2 separate regions of the Danio rerio genome follow, and region 1 is linked to region 2. A link is a contact called in public Micro-C data. All regions are on one chromosome and are shown on one strand. Each heading gives the region's core, a stretch centred on a gene start, on an enhancer-like site or on the middle of the called end of the contact. The rest is flanking DNA. Distances are from core to core; before and after follow the strand shown.

Evidence for each region. Hi-C and Micro-C count contacts between places; a contact is called where the count stands out from the background.
Region 1: a contact with region 2 is called in a Micro-C map of caudal fin, with 5 times the contacts expected there. The contact joins the enhancer-like site here to the promoter of zfand2a in region 2. A contact is called at or near these places in 1 of 18 Hi-C or Micro-C datasets (caudal fin) and 1 of 4 datasets of contacts at active chromatin or transcription factors (embryo).

The regions. Positions count from the first base shown.
Region 1 is chr3:42,765,797-42,771,722 of GRCz12tu, forward strand. LOC141381268 (a long non-coding RNA gene) reads right to left here. Exons shown (of 3, transcript XR_012401177.1): 2 at 3,591-3,647; 3 at 1,745-3,482. Among named protein-coding and RNA genes, the nearest start is that of trnat-cgu, 9.3 kb to the right of the region's middle. Within about 2 kb of position 3,420, at least 8 of the 62 cell types and tissues checked have an H3K27ac peak or open chromatin away from gene starts, as enhancers often do.
Region 2 is chr3:42,438,155-42,443,805 of GRCz12tu, forward strand. It overlaps zfand2a (zinc finger, AN1-type domain 2A), which reads left to right and starts at 1,409. Exons shown (of 9, transcript NM_200517.2): 1 at 1,409-1,490; 2 at 3,421-3,515. The coding sequence starts at 1,436.

The sequences.
Region 1 (5,926 bases), core at 2,170-4,669, 330 kb after region 2:
AGAAGCTCTGTCACGAAAACAAATTCCTCGTAGGCTATGTGTGAACACACCTGGCAAGAAAGCTATTTTTGATTCTGATCTAAGTTCAAGTAACTAATTTAATTTTAATTTTTATGTAGACTGAACATAAAACAATTTAGTTTCCACCCAAAAAACTCCAGAATTGTTGCTTCAGCTCTTTTTAAATAAGTAGTCTGAACAAGCAGCAAAAAGAAATTGTTTGTGCAAATTAAGACCATAATATAATAGTTGACAGTGCACATTTTAGCTCAAGATGACAGATAAGGACATACACACACACAATAAGTGTCAAATAATACTAAGGTATCAGTTTCAAGGAGTGAAACGGACTGGAAATGTCAGCAGGAGGTGCTTAAAAAGTGTCAGTGAAAACAGTCAAATATCCCGAGGCTTTGAAGGTGTGTCAAAAGAGGATCCTGTTTCCTGCTGCACGGTCAAACAAGGGTTCATTTTTTTCCGCTTTAAAACAGAGCTGGCACATTAGCATACCCACTGGCATGGCATTTTAAAGCCTAAACTGCTCACGCATTTAAAGCACACAACAATTTTCAATAAAAAAACGACAACATGCGAAGATAAATCATCAGATCTCTGTTATCCCCCTGAAGGAGCGCGCGTCACATGCTCAAATCTATTTTCCTTTGTAAGGCAGACAGTCTGTCATTTTATCCTCAGGATCATCTATCAGAATTGTCTCGCAAGAGCTACAGAGAGAAGCTTTTCTCACCTCAAACGGTGAACCGCTTCACCTAACATAATTCACAGCTGGAAGACATTCTCAGAATTCCCTGTTCTCACAAAGACCGAGCTTTTTTTAAGTCCACCGTTGCATGAATAAAAACGCCTCATTAAGGGATATCGAGACTCGGGGACGGTGATGCGATTGCAGCGCTGCATTGATTTGAAGATCAATGGAGAGCAAAGGTGTTGAGAAGACTGAATCAATTCTGCTTAACAATACAGTCCTGCACCTCAAAGATTTTACACCCCCCCCCCCCCCCCCCCATCCCATCCCACCAATGACACAGAGCTCACTTCTGGCATGAAGACGTGTGGTGTGACGGCTTTGATACTTGATGAGTACAGTCAGATTCCATCCATGAATGACAAAGAAAGAGTGTCTTGCTAATATGTGTGTTGTCATTTTTGAGCAAATATATTCATTTGTTCATTTTCTTGACGCTTAGTCCCTTTATTAATCCAGGGTTCCACAGCAGAGTGAACCATCAACTTATCCAGCTAGTTTTTTACACAGCAGATGCCCTTCCAGCCGCAACCCATCTCTGGGAAACATCCACACACACATTCACAACGGACAATTTAGCCTACCCAATTCACCTGTACCGCATGTCTTTGGACTGTGTGGGAAACCGGAGTACCCGGAGCACACCCATGCGAACACAGGGAGAACATGCAAACTCCACACAGAAACGCCAACTGGGCCGAGGATCGAACCAGCGACCTTCTTGCTGTGAGGCAAAAGTGTTACCCACTGTGCCACTGCGTCACCCTTTGACAAATCAATAATGAATTTATTACCAAGTCATATTTTAAAAGTAAGAAACAACATATTTGCAACGAAGATTTTTGCTTTGTATTTCCTGCATATCATTTTGCTGTGTTGTATATATTATTTTTTATTATGATAGATCTTACTTATTGAAATGTTAACTGTTACAACCGGCTCAAAGTTGCAACATTAGAGAGACAATACGGACCAGGTAAATTGAAAAGAGAAATGATTTATTAACAAAATGTATAATTAACAAAAGTATTTAAAGCAATCAAAGTCAGTATAGGTGAAAGTCAGTATTGAAAAGCATGTGTATGGAAGTGTACTGAGCTCATGATCCAAACACAAACTAAAACAAAAGCGCCAAGCAGAGACGTTCGGCTAATCGAGCTCCTCTAGACAGAATGCCGGACTTCTTATAAACACCCCACGATGAGTCTCAGGTGGGATGACCCACCCACCAATCTGCAATCACGCAGAATCTGCAAATAACAAACACACATACAAACAGGTCCCACATGGGACCTAACATTAACCTTCTGTCTAAACAATTATTTTGCAATGCATAGAAACTGTAGTCATTATCATGTAGTCAATCAATCATCATATGCAATACTATAGGTATTATAGGAATATAGGTATGCACTCACTGGCCACTTTATTAGGTACACCGGTTAACTGCTTTTTTAATGCAAATTTCTAATCAGACAATCACATGGCAGCAACTCAATGCATTTAGGTGCAACCCCACCGGTCCTGCACCACCCAACCCGCTCCGAGCTGGTTTCGAACCAGCGACCTTCCGCATGGGAGTTGGGTGCTCTACCAAGGAGGCTAAAGACCATGGCCTCTAGCATCTGTCGCTAGAGCACCTTTAGAGGTCAGAGGAGTGAGGTTTACCTGCACAGCACACACTAGCTGGCCTCCGTTACATAGGCGTGTAGACATGGTCAAGACGATCTGCTGCAGCTCAAACCGAGAATCAGAATGGGGAAGAAATGTGATTTAAGTGACTTTGAACGTGGCATGGTTGTAGGTGCCAGACGGGCTGGTTTGAGTATTTCGGAAACTGCTGATCTACTGGGATTTTCACGCACAGCCATCTCTGTAAAGAATACAGAGAATAGTCAGAAAAAGAGAAAATGTCCAGTAAGTGTGGGTGCAAACGCCTTGTTGATGCCAGAGGTCAAGGAAGAATGGCCAGACTGGTTTCAGCTGAAAGAAAGGCAACTGTAACTCACATAATTACTCGTTACAACCGAGGTATGCAGAAGAGCATCTCTGAAAGCACAACACATCCAACCTTGAGGCAAATGAGCTACAGCAGCAGAAGACGACACCGAGTGCCACTCCTGTAAGCTTAGAACAGGAAACTGAGGCAACAATTCACAATTGAACAATAGAAGATTGGAAATATGTTGCCTGCCTGGTCTGCGACATTCAGATGGTAGGGTCAGAATGAATGAATGAATGAATGAATGAATGAATGAATGAATCTATCTATCTACATTACCCGTCTCAGATCTTTGCCTTTCTTGACATTTGTGTAAAAGTCTGTAAAATCTCACGCAAATGAAATTTATGACCACTGTGAAACCTAAGGACCACGAATATCATTACAGCCCCCCTTTTTCATCTTGGTCTACACTAATATACATCAAAAGCAGCACAAACACCGTCCATATGGGCAGATATCACACATCGCTTTGAAAATATATCACTTACAGAGCGTTATTCAAAATGCACCCCTCGCCTGTACAGTTTCTTTCCTGTATTCGCTCTGAAATCTCAGTCAAGAGCTCGGCGTGATCAGGTTTCAGCAACAAAAATGAGCTCTTCTTGCCTTCCCACCCCCATCTTTGTGCTGCTCTCCCCCTCCCGGCGACTCTGAGACTCCCAGAGACTCTTGTTTATTCCTCCCCTCAGGCTGTAAGATTGGAGCCCGGGCCTGCCATGAAAGAGCGCACACAAAACAAGAGAAGATTAAAGGACACAGAGATATAAGGAGTGCATCTGACCAAACCATCTGTGCTACTCAAAACCTTTTTTTTTTTACCTTACGCTTGCATGAAGAGGTGTGAGATCCGCAGTGCAGGCAACCACATATAGGAAGCTGCAACATAAATACGAGCCATGAGGGTTTATTTATGGATTCAGACACAGAGGAAGCAAAAGTATACAATGAGTTCAGCGACAAGGGTTTACCCGCACTGACAAAATACCGCAAAAACCAATATAAGATCCAGTGTTGCTCTTCTGTTGGGTTATAAATGCTGATACGATCTAGTCATTGGAATGGATGAATAATAAACAGATGTGGTTGTACTTAGGGATGGCAAAGTTCTATTTCTAATACAAATTTATGAGCCTCATTGAGATGGGCTACAAATGCAAATGACAGAAATGGTGGAAGGTGCATAATCTAGGCAATGCAGTGCTCAAAAATATGGATTTCTACGGATAAGAATATGGAATTGACTGCTGAGATATAGGCATATATCATATTCAAATGTAAAATGACTGCTGTGAAATGGTTTAGGTGTGTGCAAAATAATGATCTTCAATGGTTTGCATGTTAGAAGGGCTGCATGCTTTTGTAAAAGGGATTTCAACAGGGATCTGGAAATCCATTTTAAAAAATAGTCATGAGATTTTCTATAGAAATATGCAATTTACAGTTTTCTCTCAAACACATTTTCAAAACAGCGTCACCTTTTTTCCAAATTCTACACACAATTCCCAAAACTGCACACACAAAATGCTTCACATTTGCCACACCTTTAAACTGTAAAACTACATTCAAAATGCCACAAACACACATCAGAATGAAGCATCAAATGGCAAACACTTCTTACATGATATTGAATGTTTGGACATATCATGTAAACACTGTTGTTCTAAATCTAAAGATCTTTGTTCTTTCAATTGGCTTTTATCTACATTTCAATACAATGTTCTACAGTAAAATTAATATGAGGGGGAAAAAAGTACACTGTAAACACCAATGGCATGTAGAAACAGAAAATATTATAGTATTATAATATTAGTCCAAACATTAATGGTGTGTACAGTAGCATACAACAAAAACATAAACATACTCTACACTGTAAACAAAAATCTGTAATTTTATGGGGGTTTTTTTCCGTCAGCTGGGGATTTCACACAATACTTTAAATTCAGTTTACTTTAAGTGATATGTTTCCTCACTACTTAACTCGTTATTTTTTATTTCATTATTTGTTAAATTATTATTTTTTTTTAATTCTGCATAGCACAGCATGTTTATTTATTTATCTATAGACCCTTTTCACAATTTTGGATTGCAAAATAGCGGAAGTCGTCAAAGTTGGGAAAACTTAGAGAGCAGTAAATGGGAAATGCAACAAATAAATTACAGAAATTTACCAGAGAATAATGTATATTAAATTACATAAATTTACCATGCAAATTTTGATATTAAATTACAGAAATTTATCGTAGAATAGGAATCACCAAACTTGTTCCTGGAGGTCCGGTGTCCTGCAGATTTTAGCTCTAACCCTAATCAAACACACCTGACCAAGCTAATCAAGGTCTTACTACATATACTTGAAACACCCAGACAGGTGTATTGAGGCAAGTTAGACCTAAACCCTGCAGGCTACCAGACCTCCAGGAATGAGATTGGTGACCCCTGCCGTAGAATAACAGACGTTAAATTACAGAAATTTACCGAAGAATAACAGATGTTAAATTACAAAAATTTACCGTAAAATACAGATGTTAAATTACAAAAATTTACCGGAGAATAATAGACGTTAAATTATAGAAATTTACAGTAGAATAACTGATGTTAAATTACAGAAATTTACCGTAGAATAACAGATGTTAAATTACAGAAATGTCCTTAAATGTAAAATACTGGTAAATTTCTGTAATTTAACAGCCATCATTTTATGTTTTTTTTCCGGCACCTCAGCAGCCAGAAATTTTTTTTTAAATTGCGCAGTTTTTTAGTGTATGTAAAAATGTAAAAAAAAAACATATGTAAAGCGAAAGTATGTTCTCCAGAATAAGAATACAGGGGGGACGTGTTTTGAGAAAAATGTTTTATACAATTAAAAACTTCAAGGCTAAGAAACAGCTTTTATTTTGGAGATTTGCTGTGTAGTTTGGCATTTTGAGTGAGCTGTTTCAGAAATTGTGTGACATGAAAAGATTTAGTGTATAAGCAGTTTGAAAAAACTGTAAATTATATTAAAGTACAGGGTGTTCATAATATTTAAATTATATTAATGGGTGTTTTTGTGATGTGCTTTAACTTTGTTTTATCCACAACCAGTCAAAAGTCTGGAATATTCTTTTGTTAAAATACAGTAAGAAAAAGGGGGAAAATTCCATGTATACATACAT
Region 2 (5,651 bases), core at 159-2,658:
CATAAGTGAAGTCATGTTTTGCTACTGTATTGTTTTTAAATAGACAAAACGTTGACAAGTAACTTTTATTCTAAATCTTGGACCTTATTCTTGAAAGAAAACATGACTGTTAAAAAAGTATTAAGAACTTTTTTTATTTACAAAGGTCCACGTTTTTCAGAAAAAAAGAACCATCCCATTCATGAGACTGCCTACAGGCCTGCATAACCCTTTGTTTGTTTTATTGTTAAAGGCTAACGGAAATTAAATATTTTAGTTAAATGGCGTAAATTAATACATTTTATTATTTTTATTTTTATTTTTAAACTTTTTTTTTTGTTAAATGTACATTCTGTGTCACCTGACAATGCAGAGACTGGTGAACAAATCAAGTGTTATAAATATCATTGTTTATGTTTTTAATGCAATAAGTTATCATTTTAAAAGTTATACTGTTTTAACTAATATGATTTAAAGCAATGTTTTATATTCATTTTAAATACTGGAGAATAAATCAGGAAATTATTTACCCATGGCGACTTAAATGTAATATAGCCTAGTTTGGTATATTCACCTTCGGCCCACAGCTCATAATGATATATTTTATATATATTATATATTTTTGGCCCTTTATAAAAAGTAACTACTGAATATAATTTCTAAATCTCGAAGACTTTAATTTTGAAAAATACAATCCCAGTGTTGTCTCCAGATTCACACACCCAGCGATGACATCTCAAAAAACAGCAGACGACTACAAAAGCCCAAACACAGAAGCTGAGCTTGTTCGAAGCCAAAAGCTTTAGTTTACTATTCAAGGTGGGACCAAGAAAAAGTGGATTTGCTCACTATCTCGGTAAGACGCATTCATTTAAAATTTCGCCATCTAAAACGCTTATTAGGTTTAATGTTAGGTTTCCCGCAAACCAAACGACAACCAGTTATTTGTTTGTTACTCTGCATATTTGTATATTAAATGGCGTGATTTGATTTAACCATATGTTAATTTAGCCAGTCTCATTTTAACCTTTAACTAGATTAACTGTTATTAACCTATTTGCATTTGTGATAGTAGCCTAGAACATTTCAGTAATCATCAATCAGCGTCCATCATATCCATATAGTTTTATATTAATATAATATCCATATATTATTGACCTTATCGTAATGGGATATTGAGGTGTGCCTGTAAATATTATCCTGTATGATTCAGCAGTAGTTGATTATCCGCTTCCAGATACACAACACAACAGTTATGTAATGGCGTCAACTAATGGTAAACAGGATCAGCTCACCTCTTGACAGGCCTTCCGTTTTTAAAGCAAGTTTTACTCGTTAGCTGGATTCGTAATGGTTGTGTTTTAGCTGCTGGGTTGGCTGAAATGACAGCAGGTCAGTGGTGACGGTCTGATTGCTGTTTTCAGTCCAGCAGCGGGGTGCGTTTCACCACTGTGCCATGGAGTTTCCAGATCTCGGGGAGCACTGCTCGGAGAAGAGCTGCAAACGACTCGGTATGTGCTATTTTTATCAGGTCTTACTCCGTCACTTAACGTTACAGCAGGGATCAACAATGATTTTTTTATTTTTCTGGCCCGATCGGAATTTTTGTTCAGAATCAGATGTACATTGAACATTTTGAACACAAAAGAAGGTATTTTGAAAAATGTTGGAAACCTGTAACCATTCACTTCCATTAAATTTGTCGTTTCTACTATTGAAGATAAATGTTTACAGGTTTAATCTTTCTTAAAAAATCTTCTTCTTCAAGTCTTCTTTTGAAGATGAAAAATGTACGCTTTGGAACCTCTTGCCAGAGTAAATAGTACATTTTCATTTTTTACTATGAGAACACCCAAAATGACAATATTGCAACAGAAACCAAACTGTTAAACATATTTTTAAGTAATGCCATATTTTTAATGTTAATATGCAACCATTTTTATCTGGATACACTTTAAATGAAACATTTTTAAATGTGTATCAAAAATAAACCTTAAACTGTTTAAGGTTTTTATCTTATATATTTTCATTATTATTATTTATGCATTTTATCTTCTGTGTTATTTATTGCTGTTGATGACCTTTAATTGTTGGAATATTTTTATAATTATAGAAAAGGTTATAAAATGTAGTAAACATAGCCAGTGAAACTGATATGGCAAATAGTAATAAAAATGTATGTATTTGTTTGTTTAATAATTATTATTTTTATGAAATATACACTATCACTACTTTTTTCAGCAAGGGAAATATATTAACCCTGAGAGTACAGACATGTATTTTGCTCTATTTTTTTTTTTCAAGTAAATACTGTTTAATTATCGAATATATAAGCACATAAAAGAAATCTCATCATTTTCACAAAAAACGCTATATTGCTTGTTTTTTTTTGTTTTTTTTTTTACACGCAACACAACTGTTCCATCAAATACATACATGCATACATACATACATGCATACATACTTGCATACATGCATACATACTGTACACCAAGTTCATAAATAAAGGAACACAAATTAATGTTGAGTATTTCTGAAGGAGCAGTTTTAGATTGTTTCAATGTGGTCATGTTGTTTGCCAATTAACATTTTCTGCTTGTTATCAAACTACTTCATAAGTGGTAAGAGGCAATTCAATTATAACTTGATGTTAAAACCGCTACCATAAAATTAATTATCAATATGTGGCTCTTTTTGGATTCGCGGAGGCTATAGAAAACAAAAATGTAAAACAGGAAGTGTGTTGGGACCATTGTTTTTGTTTACATCCCTCAAAATAATCTATACAGACATACTTTGTGTTGTAATTGTAATCAAAATCTGCTGGAGATCATGTAATAACATACACACTGATGATGGCATAGCAGGCAAAAATGTCAGATATGAGTTCAGATGCAAAAATCTTTAAGTGCCATCTAGAGCAATGAGCATTTTTCTCTGCCGCTTATGTTTATGTTCAGTTATTTCATGTTAAAATCAATAAAAATAACCTATTATTTGCCTTTAAAAATAAAATTATTGAATCAAGATATAGAAGCCTGAGAAAAATGCTAATTTTAGAAGAAAATTTCAGATGGTACTTGTATGAAGAGTGCCTCTGACAAGCCACTCCTGCTATTTCCACCATTAGACAGTCTGTTTTGTTGAATTATTAATGTGTATGTATGTGCATTACTGTGCCTCGGCCTGCATAGCAAATCCATTAATCACATTAGTATAGGAGTGGCATTTTCTTTTTTATATCCACAAAATGTAGTCATATGACACCACAGTGTGTCAGCCAGGTCGGTCCAATGTTGTATACTGGTAATTAGAGTTCAATTTATTTATGATTAATTAAGTATCCATATACATTTTAACAGTGATAGGCTGTTTTTAGTGTGATTGTGCATGTCTAAAATATTTGTAATTTTTTTTTTTTTAAATGTGTGTATTCTACAGATTTCCTTCCAATGAAATGTGATGCCTGTGAAGAGATTTTCTGCAAAGACCACATAACTTATGCAAATCACAAGTGCACTTCATCATATAAGAAGGTCAGTATACTTGTTTCTAATGGTAATAATCTTGCCAAATTACATTTTCAGAGGTTCTTAGGATAGAAATCATTTCAATACTCCATAATTATAAAAGCGATTAGATGTATGCTTGATACAATTTGTGCCGTTAGATGCCCTAATTGTTTCTGGATTTCATTTATTGCATTCTGATTATTCTGGAGTTTAATGGTTCAATGGATGTGTGTAATTAAAAAGCATGTGTTATTGATTGAAATACTAAGACATAAAATTGAATGGTTTATTATCAGTATATATTTTTATTACCATATGAATGTTAAATGTTCTCAAATTCAGTGTTTTTCCTTTACAATTTATGAGGGTGCTTTCACATCTTTGGTTCGGTTAGTTTGGTCCGGACCAAGGGCAACAAATGATATATTATAGCATTTTTCTGCCGTTTTTGGGTCCTTTTCACACCACACTGATTGCTTCGGTCAGAACCAGTTGAAAATAACCAAAATGCAGTCGTGACTAAATCCACATCACTCATTGGCCAGATGTTATTGAACCCATTTTCTAAACTGCTTTTCGATTGGTCAGAATTCACGTGCGGGAAAATGCCAATGGAACTCCCACAAGTAAACAAACCGGCAGACATAAAATGTCACTTTTTACTATGGAGGGATGACTGCACTGGCTGATTGTATCCATAGTCATAGTACACTAGTTTGTGTACATTTGTCACTTTAGACAAATGATACATTTTGAGAATGAAGCTCGACTGCGACTGGAAAACAATGTTTTAATGCATTGCAAATGGCGAAGGTACATAGCAAGTCACTTCAAGAGGAGGCTTGAATTAATTTAGCTAAACTGTGACATGGTCATCTTCTGGAAATATTATAAACAATCTATCTGGTTCTCACTCTCTCTCACTCTCTCTCACTCTCTCTCACTCTCTTTCACACTCTCTCACACTCTCTCACTCTCTCACTACTATCTCAAAATAACAACAATTATACTTGCACATAACGTCATAAACTGCATCATACACATAGGTGTTTTAACTTGATTGGTTAAAACACAGATAGACTAAGAACATTTCCACGTGTGTGTGCATACAATTCTGAATGATATCTCTATCTCAAACATACAATTGTCAGTCAGGTGGTCCACAAAGGAATAGAACGAACACAAACACGCATACATACACACACACACACACACACACACACACACACACACACACACACACACACACACACACACACACACACACTCACTCACACACTCAAAGTACAATCTGTTTCTTACCCAAGGCTGAGTGTACTCTCAGCTAGGGCTGGGTAATTTGGCCTAAAATCTAAATCTTGATTAATTGAACATCTTAACTAGTTTATGCTTAATGAATAATTATTTTATTTATTTATATATTTATGTTATGTAAATATGTTAATTTAAATAATGATTTTATTGTGATGGAAAATATGCTGTCTCGAGGCATCTCTGACGCAGCTTCCAATCATCATCGAACCAGAAAAATAAACCGAGCAGGGTCACGTGACCCCACGCGGTAGGAAAAGTAATAAAATAAAATAAACTTGGAAAACTCGATTGTAATTTCTGAATGTCAATTTCGATTAATCGCCCAGCCCTAGTCTCAGCCATCTTATTTAAACTGGTTAAAAACTGGTACAATCGACATCCAAACTGGCAGCTTGCATACAAAAGATTTAACACATCAAATGGCAAATAACTCTGGAAACAGTTGTTTCCAATACTTCAAGAGTCCAGGTCCACTAAAGAGGTCTCCATGATTTCTGACCTGGCTGGGAAATCTTTAGGAAACAAATCATATAGCATACAGTAAAAAGCAACAACAAGCATGTTATTCCAGTTTTACTCTATAGTGGGATGACACTAAAGTGGCCGTATAGTCTAGACCCTTAAACATTATTAATAGTCATAAAGACATAAGAATTTATACATGTTACTCCATCCTGGAGCAGACATCCATTAGAAAATCCATGCCATAATAGTCTTTTAAAATGTTATCAACTGAAAATAATTTGTTTTTTATCATCGTGTGCTGTTAAAAGTTATTATATTACTATAAGTATTACTCTGAGTAGCACCGTGCCATAGTAATATTTACTGTAACACTTCAAATGA